2 separate regions of the Mus musculus genome follow, and region 1 is linked to region 2. Evidence: chromatin contacts called from public HiChIP or PLAC-seq data. All regions are on one chromosome and are shown on one strand. The core of a region is the stretch at or near the end of the contact, and the rest is flanking DNA. Distances in the headings are between cores, read along the strand shown. Region 1 overlaps Smoc1 (SPARC related modular calcium binding 1). Region 2 has its middle 5.2 kb from the start of Gm23298.

Region 1 (2,895 bases), core at 363-2,862, 280 kb before region 2:
TCGGAACCGGAACGGATAAGAGTGGAAGAATGGGAGGGAGCCGGAAGTGGCGGGAGGGAGCCGGAAGTGGCATGGCTGTGCTTCCTGTTCTGGGGATGCCTACTGCCATGTTCTGCCTAATAAACCCACTGTCCACCAGCCCCTTTAAACAGCCTTTTTTCCCCCCTATAGTTAGGCTGGAGTGTCTCACTGGCTTATTGCTGCTGCTGCAGCTCCTGGTGTCATTGGCACTTTTTTTTTTTTTTTTTTTTGAGATAGCATTTCTCTCTATAGTCCAGGCTGAGCTTGAACTCAAATTGAATAGATGAGGCAGGCACCAATCGAAGAGAGAATAAACAAATTTTCTTCACTTTCCTTTCCCACTGTGGTATTGGAACCCACGCAGGACGCCTCTTTGAATCCCCTCAGCTGTTAGCTAAGAAGGGTTTTAATGGCTATTTATAACCTTCTTGGTTCTGGGTCTCCGAGTCCTGTAATGTCAGAGGTGGAAGGAACCTTAGTTCCTTCGCTTGCCAAATCTGGAGGCAAAGGCTCAGAGTGACTTACACAAGGTCCAAGACCTGGTTTGATAACACCCTCCCCTGTGCACAGGTCCTGATGCTCCCTCAGGACCTGATCCTGAAGGGAGAACATACTAGGAGCCGGGCCAGTTCCCTGTGCCTCTGAACATCGTTGGACCGAACCAGAAGATGGTATTAAGACAACATCTATGCTACATCTCTGCCTCCCAGGGGGCGGGGGGTTGGAGATTGTCTCCTGCTAAGTCCAGGATTACCTATGGATCCTATGATGACACAGCTCAGCCTCTCCCAATATTCCTTATGACCAAGAAAGACAAACTAAGGGTAGATGTTGGTATATCTAAGTTTGCAGGTGAGATCACAAATCCAGGAAGATAAGAGGAGCAGACCTAAGGCAGGCAGGTGAGCAAGGGCAGAGCCAGGCTGCCCAACCTCAGAGTCTACATTTACTCTGCTCCACTCCGCAGGTGCTGCCCTCAGGAGTAAACATGGAGATCCGTACATGGAAGAAGAAGGCCTATGGTGGCCCTGGCTCTGCTTCATCAGCTAAGAGCCAGAAAACAAAATGAAGAGACAGGAGCGCAACCCTGTACCTCAGCAAACCTATATAACAGGAGTGATATTATCCCCATTTAATGTGGCTAAAAACCCAGGATGGCACAGCATTCATGGGAGGAAGTAAACTCATTGCTGCTGTCATCCGCTGGACCCCGAGCTCCTGATCCTCAGAGGGAGAGGAGAAGACTGAGCCCAAGGAAAAGCTGGCGCTTCTGAGACACTGAGCCTCTCTCTGGTCCTCTGCTGCTTGCTGTACAGGGTAGAGACAGCAACCCTGACAAACTTGCTTTATGACTTGGAAAAGAACAATTACCGAGGCCCGGGCCTCCAAATGTCTGGCTTGCCATGCTGGTCAAAGGATTCAGCTCTCCAGTGAGAGTCATGGAAGACAAAAGAAGGGGTGCTCCTGTGGCATCTCCAGAAGTCGGGCCCCTCAAACCCAAAACTACACAGCCCAAGTCCCACATCTTCCCACTCACTTTGGGCCCCCATCTGGCATGCAAGTCCCTCTCAGGCCACCAGAGGGCACCACATAATACCAGATGACCTGTGCCTGAGCTCTCATATACCATCTTGCTTTCTGCCATTTGGAGCAAAGTGAGACCTTGAGGCTGCCAGCAAGCAGCACCTCTATCCCATGGGTATATTCCTCTGCTACTGATAGCTTTTGTGTGATCGCTGTGCATCTGGACTCTGTCCCGCCCATCACCTACTCTAAACTGTTAACTTCTCACTCCAAATCTCCAAGGTAGATACTACTACCTCCATTCGGCTGAGGAGGACATTGAAATCCAGAGAGGTGAGGAACCTTGTCAAATTACAGGGTTAGAACTGACAGAGCTTAACAGTCAGGTCTATCTGACTTCAGGGTCTCTGGTCATACCTGCATCCCTATTTCTGTCTAGACAGTTGTCCTCACCCCTCCCCTAGGTTTCTTCATAGTCCTCCATTCTCCTGCTAGCACCATATGCCTAGAAACAGACATCCTTGTCAGGGCACTGGCCACACAGCTCCCCACAGGTTCTATCTCTCTCCTCACAGAGTCCCAAAGTTACATCTGTGCCCCATTGCCCAGTATTTCTCTCTGGCCACTCTCTTGGCTTCCCCAGGCAATAAGTCTGGCCTGCTCACAAGAGACATTGTTCTTCACTCTAGGGTCATCCTCACGGAGGGCAAGGAAGCTAAACTATGAAGTCCTACTGATAAGGCAAGCAATGGCAGCACTGCTGCCCCATGCGTGCAAAGCACTGCTCCTCTGCTTAAACCAGACTCTAAAACATAGAACAACAGAAGGCTTTGGGCTCTAGGATCAGTGTGTTGTCTGGACAGAGGGATGGAAAGAAGAGTCCCATCGTACTCTCTATGGACTTGCCATCTACACAGGCAACCTCAACTCTAACTCATAACCTCTCTTCCTCCTACGTTTTACTTCACCACATTCCAACACACACACACACACACAGAGCATGTGCATGCATGTATAGTCATGCATACATAGATACATTTTAAGTCGGGCATAAAGGGCTGAGGAGATGGCCCAGCACTTAAGATCACTTGCTGCCATTGCAGAGAACCCAGGTTCAGTTCCCAGCATCCACATGGTGGCTCACAACTATCTGTAATTCCAGTTCCAACAGGCCCTCTTCTGGCCTCTGCAGGCACCAGGCACATACTTGGTGCACATAACGTAAATGGAGAGAAGCACTCATACACACACAAAAATAATTTTTAAAAACGGGCATAGATAAACACACGTGTGTACACACAGAGATAGAGATGCTGTCAGACAGGTACCCATGCAGGCATGCTCACAGCA
Region 2 (2,700 bases), core at 105-2,604:
TAGAGTAGGTGTGGCCTTGTTGGAGGAAATGTGTCACTATGGGGGTAGCCTTTGAGGTCCTATGTTCGAGCTCCACACAGTGGGGAAAAGGCCCTCTTCCTAGACACCTTCAAATCAAGATGTGGAACTTTCAGCTCCTCCTCCAGCACCATGCCTGCCTGGAAGCTGCCATGAGTCCTGCCATGATGATAACGAACCGAACCCCTAAAACTGCAAGCCAACCCCAATTAAATGTTTTCCTTATAAGAGTTGCCTAGGTCATGGTGTCTCTTCACAGAAATAAAACCCTAACTAAGACAGGGACCACACCTAGCCATAGCATAATGTAAAATGTGTTTAGTCCAACTTCAAATGTACATAGTTTATCACAGTTTCAACAATGTCTACAAGTTCAAAGTCTTTTCACACAGTCGCTTAACTGAAATCCCCTATAAAATAAAAATTAAAAAGCAATCATGTACTTCCAACATCACAGGATATACATTACCATTTCAAAACATTATTGAGAGGAAATACTAGACAAAAGGAAGACCAAAAACCCAACTGGGCACACTTCAAACTGCATGTCCATGTCTGATGTCCAACTCCTCTCCGCTTTGTTGACTGCAACATAAATATTTCTCTTTCTCTACTCTATATTAGTACTTTTCCTTGGTAGGCATTCCATGGCTCTGGCATCTCTAATGTCTTGGGGTCTCCAAGGCAGCTTCAACTTCACAGCTTCTTGTTCTAGTGTCTGAGATCCATACATGATCTTCTGAGCTACTCCAAAGGGCTCTGGTTAACTCCACTCCACTGCTGCTGATGTTCTTGGTGATCATCCCATGGCATTGGCATCTTCAATACTCTGAGGTCTTCCACTGTGACTAGGCTTCACCAATACCCTCTCATAGGCTCTCTTCATGGTGCCAACTCTCAACTTCTTTGCATAACTCCTTCAGTCTTGGGCCATCAACTGCAACTGAGGCTGCTCCTTTACCTATAGCCTTTGTAGGCTTATTAAAAAAAAAACCTACTTTAAATGCTTTAACTTCCCTTCTAGCCCACCACCCACCAGAGGGAGTGGAAAGGAAAGGTTAATAGGGCAAAGGAGAATGTGGACCTGTTTAGAAATACTTCTTTGAAGTGAATCCAGTCTGCGTTTCAGGATATCAGTAGTTCAGTTCACATGAATCAGCAGCAGTAGCTCAATCCACTCACAAACAACATTCACAAATCAGCAATGGCAGTTTGATCCAGAAGAAACCACAAGTCCAATTGGCCCGAGTCCACGGAAGCAGCAAGAAGCCGCTGGAACAGCACAGGAAGTTCTTTGGTGTGTTTCTTGCAACAAAGTCACAACAAACAATGACCAGCAAAGAGTGGCAAGGCGAATCAATATTACACTGTCTATTGGGTTATATTTATACCCTTTGCAGACACCACATGTTATCTCAAGCATCTGCTCTTGCAAAACATTATATACCCTTTCCTAGACTGCTTCCAGAAAAGCACCATGTGTCTGTTCTCAGCAACACATCCTCAACATGTCTGCTTCAGCAAAATATCCTCTCATAAGACACTTTACAGAAAAACATCACATGACACAATTGAGTCTCCAAAGAAACCAGAAATTTCCACGTTAAGCCTTTCCTGGCCTCTTTCAGTGCTAAGTCTCAACTGTACTCTGTGACCCCTTCATGCCTTCCAAACCAGTACCTCCTGGGTGACTCTTACACATTACCAAATCCAGCTGCAGCACAAGGTACAACCTTGGTTATCTCTGAAACAGTTTCTTTGTGCTCTCAGAAAACACTTTCCAGAAGATTTCACCTCAGTGATGCTGGTCTCTTCTTAATCACCACTAGTTTCTCTTAGCTCCAGATAACCAGCATCAATTGTCCCAGTAGTCCCTTCTACTCTTGACTCTAAAGCCAGAGCTATATGGCTGAAGCTGCCAAGTTCTGCTGCTTTCAGGAGCTGGAACATGGGCCCCTCATTCTACTACACCTTTCACTGCCTAGGCTTGGCTGTCCTGGAACTTGCCCTGATCTTAAACTCAGACATCTGCATGCCTCTGTCTCCTGAGTACTAGGACTAAAGGCATGTACCACCACGCCTGAACTTAAGCTTGTTGTAACCACTATGCTCAAAAAGCCTATGTATTCCAGCCTCAAGATATGGATCACAGGTGTGCCCTACATTTCTGGATTTTAGTTTATTCCATATATAGTCAAGTTAACAATCTAGAATAGCCATCACAATTTATCCCTTCTCAATTTGATACACAATCATATCTCCTTATGTTCAACTGAAAATAGCAACCAGGTCATAATAATGCCTACATATAACTATCCCTTGTTCAACTGCCAACACATAAACAATAAGCTTAGCCAGCTGGGACCTTGCCCTGAGGCTACCACATCCTTAATCTGTTTATCTCCTTGAACACAGGATCAGCTCCATTCTACTTCCTGGTGCCACTTTGTTACTTGAACTGTACATTTTGTATTTTTCCTTCCTAAGCTTGCTTTGTTTGATCAAAACAATCCTTGTAAGAGTGAACCACAGGACAGAGTCTAAACTAGGTTTTGAGAGTTCCTTTGCCAATGTAATTAATTTAAATATCTTCACCTTAGCCTCAGGCAAACTCTTTGGACAAGGGCAAAAGGCAGTCACATTCCTCACCAAAATATCCCAAGAATGATCACTAGAAAACAT

The links. HiChIP or PLAC-seq counts read pairs in DNA pulled down with a chosen protein or histone mark.
Region 1: a contact with region 2 is called in an H3K27ac HiChIP or PLAC-seq map of hepatocytes, with 2.6 times the contacts expected there. The contact joins two enhancer-like sites. A contact is called at or near these places in 1 of 39 promoter capture datasets (liver), 4 of 484 Hi-C or Micro-C datasets (B cells, embryonic stem cells and liver) and 1 of 115 datasets of contacts at active chromatin or transcription factors (hepatocytes).

What each region holds. Positions count from the first base shown.
Region 1 is chr12:81,181,003-81,183,897 of GRCm38.p6, reverse strand. The region is part of intron 11 of Smoc1 (SPARC related modular calcium binding 1); the gene reads right to left. Among named protein-coding and RNA genes, the nearest start is that of Mir3067, 16 kb to the right of the region's middle. Within about 2 kb of position 1,612, at least 10 of the 459 cell types and tissues checked have an H3K27ac peak or open chromatin away from gene starts, as enhancers often do. A contact at or near this core is called in hepatocytes, where this site is marked.
Region 2 is chr12:80,904,940-80,907,639 of GRCm38.p6, reverse strand. No RefSeq gene overlaps it. Among named protein-coding and RNA genes, the nearest start is that of Gm23298, 5.2 kb to the left of the region's middle. Within about 2 kb of position 1,354, at least 4 of the 459 cell types and tissues checked have an H3K27ac peak or open chromatin away from gene starts, as enhancers often do. A contact at or near this core is called in hepatocytes, where this site is marked.